Linked DNA regions of Danio rerio: regions 1 and 2 are each linked to region 3. Evidence: chromatin contacts called from public Hi-C and Micro-C data. All regions are on one chromosome and are shown on one strand. Each heading gives the region's core, a stretch centred on a gene start, on an enhancer-like site or on the middle of the called end of the contact. The rest is flanking DNA. Distances are from core to core; before and after follow the strand shown. Region 1 holds the start of mark4b (MAP/microtubule affinity-regulating kinase 4b). Region 2 holds the start of usp32 (ubiquitin specific peptidase 32). Region 3 holds the start of zc3h4 (zinc finger CCCH-type containing 4).

What was found. Hi-C and Micro-C count contacts between places; a contact is called where the count stands out from the background.
Region 1: a Micro-C map of caudal fin shows a contact between it and region 3, with 5 times the contacts expected there. The contact joins the promoter of mark4b here to the promoter of zc3h4 in region 3. A contact is called at or near these places in 2 of 18 Hi-C or Micro-C datasets (caudal fin and an unstated tissue) and 2 of 4 datasets of contacts at active chromatin or transcription factors (caudal fin and gastrula embryo).
Region 2: a Hi-C map of hematopoietic stem cells shows a contact between it and region 3, with 2.9 times the contacts expected there. The contact joins the promoter of usp32 here to the promoter of zc3h4 in region 3. A contact is called at or near these places in 2 of 18 Hi-C or Micro-C datasets (hematopoietic stem cells and an unstated tissue) and 1 of 4 datasets of contacts at active chromatin or transcription factors (caudal fin).

Annotation. Positions count from the first base shown.
Region 1 is chr15:26,016,581-26,019,481 of GRCz12tu, reverse strand. It overlaps mark4b (MAP/microtubule affinity-regulating kinase 4b), which reads right to left and starts at 1,572. Exons shown (of 18, transcript XR_012390840.1): 1 at 748-1,572.
Region 2 is chr15:26,374,844-26,377,543 of GRCz12tu, reverse strand. usp32 (ubiquitin specific peptidase 32) reads left to right here and starts at 1,373. Exons shown (of 35, transcript XR_012390853.1): 1 at 1,373-1,563.
Region 3 is chr15:26,187,076-26,189,978 of GRCz12tu, reverse strand. zc3h4 (zinc finger CCCH-type containing 4) reads left to right here and starts at 1,605. Exons shown (of 14, transcript XM_005157605.6): 1 at 1,605-1,909. The coding sequence starts at 1,830. It overlaps sae1 (SUMO1 activating enzyme subunit 1), which reads right to left and starts at 437. Exons shown (of 9, transcript NM_001002058.1): 1 at 163-437. The coding sequence starts at 263.

The sequences.
Region 1 (2,901 bases), core at 323-2,822, 170 kb after region 3:
AACAAAACATGGTTAATTTGTGGTTACAGTGGGTTGACTACAATTTTTGTTTGATTTGTAGTACAACCATGGTTATATTCGTAAGGAGGGAACAAATTTTCGTTTTGTTTAGTTAATTGGTGCATACATTATACATATTCCCCCACATATAATTATGAGGGTTTTGTGTTTTTCAGTGAGAAATTGTACATTAACTTTAGCAGCTATTGTTTAGCATAAATACAATGTAGCCGACATGTCTGCTTTGTTTTTCCGGAAATATATTTTAACCTGCACTGTAAAAAGAAGGCAGGGTTCCACACAATTCATTCATGTTGTCTCAACACAAATTAAGTGAACTTAACACTTTAAACAAATTTATGTGGATTGAACATAAACAATTAAGTTGTCCCTATGAAATCTCAAGAATTGTGTTGTTTTAGCTCATTTTAAAAAGGTAACTAGTTTAAACAAGGAAACAAATATATACCTTTAAGTGTGTATGAACAACAAACTGAACTACAACACGAAAAACTCAAACACACACTCTTGCATTTCAACATTAATACAAAAAAAAAACAACAACATTAATTGCCAGGATGTCGTAAATATTAATTGATGACGTAAAAGAGAAGTCGAATTCTCCTTTCTGTTCTGATGTTTGGAAAAGCGAGCCTCATCACTTCCCTTCTCCACTTTTGACGACAAACGTTCTAATGGTTCGTTTGTCAAGTGGAACTAAATGACGTAAGAAAGCTTTACACTTACGTGGTCTGCATTCCTGTCGTTCCCCGGCTGCAGCGCTGCGCGAGAAGACATCGTCCCTGAGCTTCAGCTTTCAGCAACGCTGCCTTTATTTGCAGGGCTCCGCGTACAGTTGCTAATTGAATCAGACCCGGTCCGCAGCCGAGCCAGTATCGAGAGGCTATCGCTGCCCTCTCCGACCACCACTATAGTGTTTTCCCTCTTAAACAATCCTCATTTTCGCCCAAGTCTGCTGGATGCTATGCACAATACTGATGGGATGAGAACAAAGATAAAAAGGCTATACTATGATGCTCATGTCTGTGGTGGTTCGGCTAGCCGGAACAATAGATCATTTTGTCCTGAGCTAAACAAAAATGTCCCATACCAGCGAGTTTTTTGTATGTTGAGTCGACTGTAGATCACGAGACACAACGAAAGAAAACAAAAGCAGAACAGAATAGGAAAAACAGAGCTACCGCAGCATCAAACAGATGAAAACAGACCCATTTTTTCAAAGAGTCTGGGTTGTCCAGAAGAAAATAAACCACTCCCACGGACGCGGTGTCCCCTTCAAAGACTCATCTGTGCACATTTCCAGGAAAACAATATATTAATAAATAAACATCGGCGGATACAGTACGAAATGCAAACTGTTAAGCGTATGTCGAGTGCACTCCCGTCCCGACAGGCACCGGTGGGCAATATCCTTTTCGCAGAGGCAGTCCGTCTGTCAATGCTCCCAGACGGTATAGCTTAGCTTATAAAAACTGTACAGTGGCTGTAAAATGTTCATCCCCAGCAGCGTGTGACACTGGCATCAAGGAAGGACGTCAGGAGAAAGAATAGGCTGGGCAGGGCTGCGGCGGACGCTCACACACACATACACAGTCACACACACTTATGCACACCCTTCCCCCATGGTCCTAAAGACACTGTTCATTCATTCAAGTAACAGACTCGTCGACTGACAAACAAGTCTGGCCATAATAAAAGCGGACCACTCCTCCTGCTGGACACTGTACGGCAGTGCAGCTCAATCCGGGAGAAATTGAGTGCTTCTGAAAAGTGCTGGTGCGGTTACTGAAAAAATGGTCGTTAGTTTCGGATTACAAACAGCATGATGATACATGTAGCCAGTTATGTAATCTGTTACAATGCACATTTTAAGTAATGTTATCTTTTCGATCATTTCTAATCATATATTTGAGATTATTGTTATTAAAACAACAAAGAGAAAAAATAATATTTATGCATTGTTGTCAGCATAATGATTTGCATTAAACATTGCGTTGTGTTGATAAAGAAAATAATTATTGTTAAATTCATTAAAGTCATTGTTAAATGAAATTAATTAAATTAAAATGGATTAAAATACATAACTACATAGGCCTAATACATGTTCAGCTACAGTAAAAAGTTGTCTCAACGTATAATTTTAAGTTAACAAACATCTGGACATTTTTGAGTTGACTCAACTTTCAACCCAATAACTGCACTTGACTAGATTTACGTTCTCAAAAATGTCCTGAAGTTTGTTGCCTTAAATTTTAGTTTTAAAGTCAACTTTATAGCAAAAAAGTTTTGAAGTCATTGTAACACATGAACAAACATTAAATGTTTGACTGGCATTACTATATTGTGAATATAAAACTAAACAAGGGCGGTGTGGTGGCGCAGTGGGTAGCACTGTTGCCTCACAACCTGAAGGTCACTGATTTGAGCCTCGGCTGGGTCAGTTGGCATTTCTGTGTGGAGTTTGTATGTTCTACCCGTGTTCGCGTAGGTTTTCTCTGGGTGGGTGCTTTTCCCCCACAAGTGCAAAGACATGCAGTACAGGTGAATTGGGTAGTGTGTGAATGAGTGTGTATGGATGTTTCCCAGTGATGGGCTGCAGCTGGAAAGGCATCCAGTGTGTAAAAACATGTTCTGGATATGTTGGTGGTTCATTCCTCGATGGAATCCCATGATTAATAAAGGGACTAAGCCCAAAAGAAAACAAAAGAATGAAACAAAACAACATGACTATTATAAAAAGAAAGTGGAAAAACTAGTTATGAGGATATAAAAAGAACTATTAAAGGGCTCGAACCAGCGACCTTCTTGATGTGAGGGGATCGTGCTACCCACTGCACCACTGTTACGCCTATATTTATTCATTCAGGAGAATATTTTATC
Region 2 (2,700 bases), core at 124-2,623, 190 kb before region 3:
AAACCACACCCAAACCAGTTGTTACTGTTAACTAAAACTAAAAGTGTTAAAAAAATTTTGCCAATTGAAAAAAAAACCAAAACAGAAATATACTATATATATATATATATATATATATATATATATATATATATATATATATATATATATATATATATATTTATTTATATATATATATATATATGAAAATATATTAAGTTTATATACTCATTCATAAATTAAAACTTAAAGTTAGTTTAAATTTAAATTTAAACTTAAAATTAAAAATAAAGTTAGTTTACTAAAACAAAAAAATATTACAATTATTTTTGTCAATTAAAAAACTAAACAAGAGAAAAAAAAGTATATATATATATATATATATATATATATATATATATATATATATATATATATATATATATATATATATATATATATATTCATTCATTCATTCATTTTCTTGTCGGCTTAGCTTCTTTATTAATCCAGGGTCAGAATGAATTTCAGCAGAATGAACCGCCAACTTATCCAGCATATATATATATATATATATATATATATATATATATATATATATATATATATATATATATATATATATATATATATATATATATATATATATATATATATATATATACATGCTGGATAAGTTGGCGGTTCATTCTGCTGAAATTCATTCTGACCCTGGATTAATAAAGAGGCTAAGCCGACAAGAAAATATATGTATACACACACACACACCCTTAAACGTCAATTAAAATTAAAATGAAACTTAAATATTGGAAAAGATAATGCATTTTAATAGTACACGATCAATAGTGTTGTATAAATAGAACCAAAAACAATGCTACGTCAAGGTGGAAAAACTCTTAAAGCTACATTGTAAAACATAATAAATTAAGTAACGTTATAGGCTATAAAAAAAACTCGAATTTTAACCATATTTTTGGTATGTGATGAAAATAATGAAAAGCAATAGCCGAGGCTCTCCAGAGAAAGAAATTTGCTGCCTCCACACGGTGCTCCGTTCCAGAAAAAGACATTAAGTTGATCAGAGTCATCCTTTCATAATTCGCTTTTTAATTACAGCATTCCATTTTATTATCGCCCAGTATACACCATGCACTTTTAAAATAAAGAATGAGGTGTTGTTGAGCTGATGCAACGCGATGCAAGCCGGTTTAGGGGCCTCCTTACAACCACGCAAATTTCTAATATCTAAAATCAATCACGGAAATTAAAGTCGACTGCACAACAACCGGATGAGGGAAGCGTCAGCGCTGCGTTTCTTGCGCGAAACTGACGCTCATCCGCCCCCTGCACTATGATTGGACAAAACTCACGTGATTCAGTATGGAGGCGTCGGCGCTCGGACGCGTCACTCGTTGATAACGCAAAACTACCGCTTGACTTGATAGGAACACCATACCGAGGGTAAAAAAACAAAACAACGGAAAACAAGGCAACAGGCACCGGTCTCACTTTGCACATTTCTGACATTGCCATGAAATGAGGGCACCATGGGCGCCAAAGAGTCACGGATAGGCTTCCTTTCGTATGACGAGGCCGTTAAAAGAGGTAAGAGGTTTGAGCTTCAGCGATTAACGGCGGTCAGTCAGTTACGCGGCTGCGCTAAGCTAGCGTTAGCAGCGCTAGCCAGCTAGTTAAGCCCACATATTAACTCTTTCTGCGAGCTAACAAGCCTCGACCTGTCATTTCACAGAACTGTTATGCGAAGTAGCGGGTGGTAAATGTCTTGAGGGATGAAGGTGGGGCTGTTTGGGCTTGTCTTTGTTTTATTGGTGTAATGTTGTTGTCAGTGGTTGTGTCCCAAAACCCAGTGAGTTGTGTGCTTAGATTTTTCCGCATACTATTCGCATTCCTAAACTATCGAGATCCCCCAAAATCAGGCAATGTGAGGTTTTGACACGCAGTCAGTGTCTATCTAACAGCCGACTAGAAGTGTAACTAATCTGGGTGGTGCTGGAGCGTCTACACTGACAAAACAGATTTCCCTAATCTGTCAACATTTCTCAACACCACCGTGGTGTTTATCATGTACCCTGTCGCACTTTATCAGCTCTCTCTTCCTAAGCAGACAGTAGAAGTGCTTTCTCTGACACACTCAAATCAGATTTTTGCACTTACTACTGACCGGAGGATTTCCATCGCTTTACCTTCCGTTATTCTTGTGGTGGTGTTATTTAGGGGTGATTTTCACTTTCATAGGGAAGTGGGGTTTCTTCAAGGCTTGTTAAGCAACCGAAGCACCATTTAAGTCTTGGCTTATTTGATGCTGTTTTTGAAAGTCCGGTTGACAAGTCATTGACAGCTTAGCTGTGATCAGCTCAGATCGATCAGCTGTGAAATGTGTCCTCATTTAGGATGTAAACAAATATTTAAAGGGAAGTTCCTCCCTGTAATAAAGTCCTGCCACATTTACCTATTGTCATACTGATTTTAAACCTTTATGGCTTTTTGTTGGCTACATTAATAATACATTTATCATTTAAGCCTTGATTTAAGTGATGATGTTTTATAAAGTCATATTGACAAGTCATTAACAATTCCTATCAACTATGAAATGGGTCCTCAATTAGGATATAAACAAATATTTAAAGGGAAGTTACTCTCAGTAATAAAGTCTTGCCACATTTACCCATTCTCATATTGTTTTTAAACCCGTATGGCTTTTTTATTGGCTACATAAATAAG
Region 3 (2,903 bases), core at 356-2,855:
GTATTTCAGACGACTGTGAAAGATGGATTAATCACAATAATTAATTACATTTAACCCAACTTATAATTTATGTTTTTTGCACACACAAACAATCATCTAAAAACAAGATCCATAAAATATGATTAAGTTTTGTTTTTTTGCTCGAAACCTTTATCCACGAACCTCTTTTGAGCATCGAGACCCCACAGGCGAATCTGGCGATCATATTGTGCAGCTTCCTCCTCACTAATAATAGTGTCTTCTTTTTCGATGGTATCGATCATCTCGGAATATTTGTATTTCTGATGATAAGCTGTAATCAATTAACTACGGGTTAGTTGGACTATTCTACGCTCTATTTTTTCTATTGCCCATTCAATGGGACAAAAGTGCCGCTTAGTGAAACTCGTAAAGGCGCGCAATGATGACGCAGGAGATGTGTGCCAGAATCAGAGCTCGACAATGGACATTTATCAGGGATCCTTTATACATCTAGCGAGCGTTAAATGTGTCACCAAAATATGTCATGTACATATGATGAATTTAATTTTTAATAATGCATAATTTTATGAGCAAAGGTCCGTTCATGGTGTTAATTTAACTTAAAATTTCTGTCCAGATATGAGTGAAAATGGTGCATTTTACTATTTTATAATAGTCTACTTGCAAAGAAATGGAAAAAAGAAAATTAGTACTTTTTATTTTAAGAGACATTAAATAATAAAGAGTATAAATAATATAGAGTCTTCTTTATTTTTAAAAATATTCTCAAAGGATTTGACAAATCATTTGACAATCATTATAAGATTTTCATTCATTCATTTTCTTTTTAGCTTAGTCCCTTTATTAATCTGGGGTCGCCACAGCAGAATGAACCGCCAACTTATCCAGCATATATTTTACGCAGCGGATGACCTTCCAGCTGCAACCCATCACTGGCAAAATAAGATTTTAATTTCAAACAAAATGTAATAGTATAATTTACAATAATAATGGTTTTAAGCAAACATAAACGTGACAGAATTATATTTATTGGAGTGTAGATCACTATTAATAGCATTAAATGATTGTTTTCTAGATCTGTGCTTGCAAAATAGAATCAAATAAAAAGTTGAGTTGTATAAAACTGATACTTTAGAGTTATTATATTCAATTATATATATATATATATATATATATATATATATATATATATATATATATATACATATATATATACATATATATATATATATATATATATATATATATATATATATATATATATATATATATATATATATATATATATATATATATATATATATATATAGGTCCAGAATAGGTATTGAAACATATGATACCAAAGATAATGCAATGTTGATATATTTTAACTGCAAGGCCCCTTTTTTGATAAAACAGTAATAATACAATGAATAATGATAATAATAATGATGATGATAATAATAATAAATACTGATAAAAATAACGTTTTATATTAAGATATTATGTGCATGATTACAGTTAATATATACTATTTTAACTATTACATTACCCTTAGAGTAAAAAAAAAAGTGTTTTTTTTTCATGACCCGATCGGTCATTTCCGTGACAGTCGACGTCACGTAAGTCCGCCCATTCTCTTCGGAGAAGAAGCGTCGCCATTTTAAGAGAATGAGTTTCATTTCACATCGCAACTGTAGGACGGAGAACCTCAGGAACGTTTTCAACCTGTTTCTCTTTTAAACTGTTAGGGGGGAATTGACTACAATGAACTGAATCTCTTCCTAATGCCAATCAACAAGTAGATCAAAGTCAAGTAACGCATAAGACAGTTGATTTTTTGCACTGAATGTAGTACGTTAGAGGAAATGGCTGTGGAAAGCATGACTGTCCATCCAAACTCCCCAACAGCCAACCACGAACACAACAGCCTTCTCACTGACGAAAGGTCGAGTAATATCATCATATTTCTATCCAACTATTGATTTGTCCTTTGCTTTTTTCCAAAAACAAAAAGCACGGGCATTTGCTTTTTTTCTTTCAAAGGGATTAAAGTCGCCTTTTCTGGGAAACGTACAGAGGTAACGAAACGCCATCTTGAAACGTTACACAGCGCAATCTGGAAGGTCACAAGCGAATCAGGAAAACATTCAGAATATGATCAAATTGACATTTTCAGTCACTTTCTAATGTTTTTTTAGTGATCGAAGACCATGGGGCCACCCCTACGTCAAAACATTGATCCTGTAACAGTGTTTTCATCACAGATAAAGAACAGATGGACAAAAGAAATCACAAGCTAATTTTTTTTTGTTATAGACCTAAAATTAAACTCCGACTTATTACCACAACGCAAACCGTATGTTATGTGGTAAAACTGATCCCTTTTTACGCATTAAGGAATTTGTTTATCCATCGCGAGGCCTGGACCGAGCTAAAGCTAGCAGTGCTAACAGTTAGCCAACAGTTTAGCAACAAAACACGGCTAACGGAAGCTAATGAATAGCGACGGATTAGCACGGTTTATAACTTGGCGTCTGATTAATTATTCCTTATTTAATTGGTCATCGAATGCAATACGATTTAGTTTATCTTAACGTAATAACGCAAATTTTAGTTCGGGATGATAATTTGTCTCCCTTTAGCGCTTAGCACTTATGCTAAGTGTCACGAGCTACGCACATAGATTTATTGGAGACGTCACTAAAATAACTTAAATATTTTTATTCCTTTAGGGTTTGGTTGCTTGAGCGTTACATTTGTGTTTTAACGTTAATAGGAGCTATGTAATCATAACTCATCCGCTTTTGTTTTTTAAAATAAGTTGTTAAAACATACAGGTACATTAAAATTAATGTAGTATATGATTTTATTTATTTTAAATATTTATTTTATATTTATGTCTTATTAGTAGCACGACATATGCCTGTTGATTCGGATTA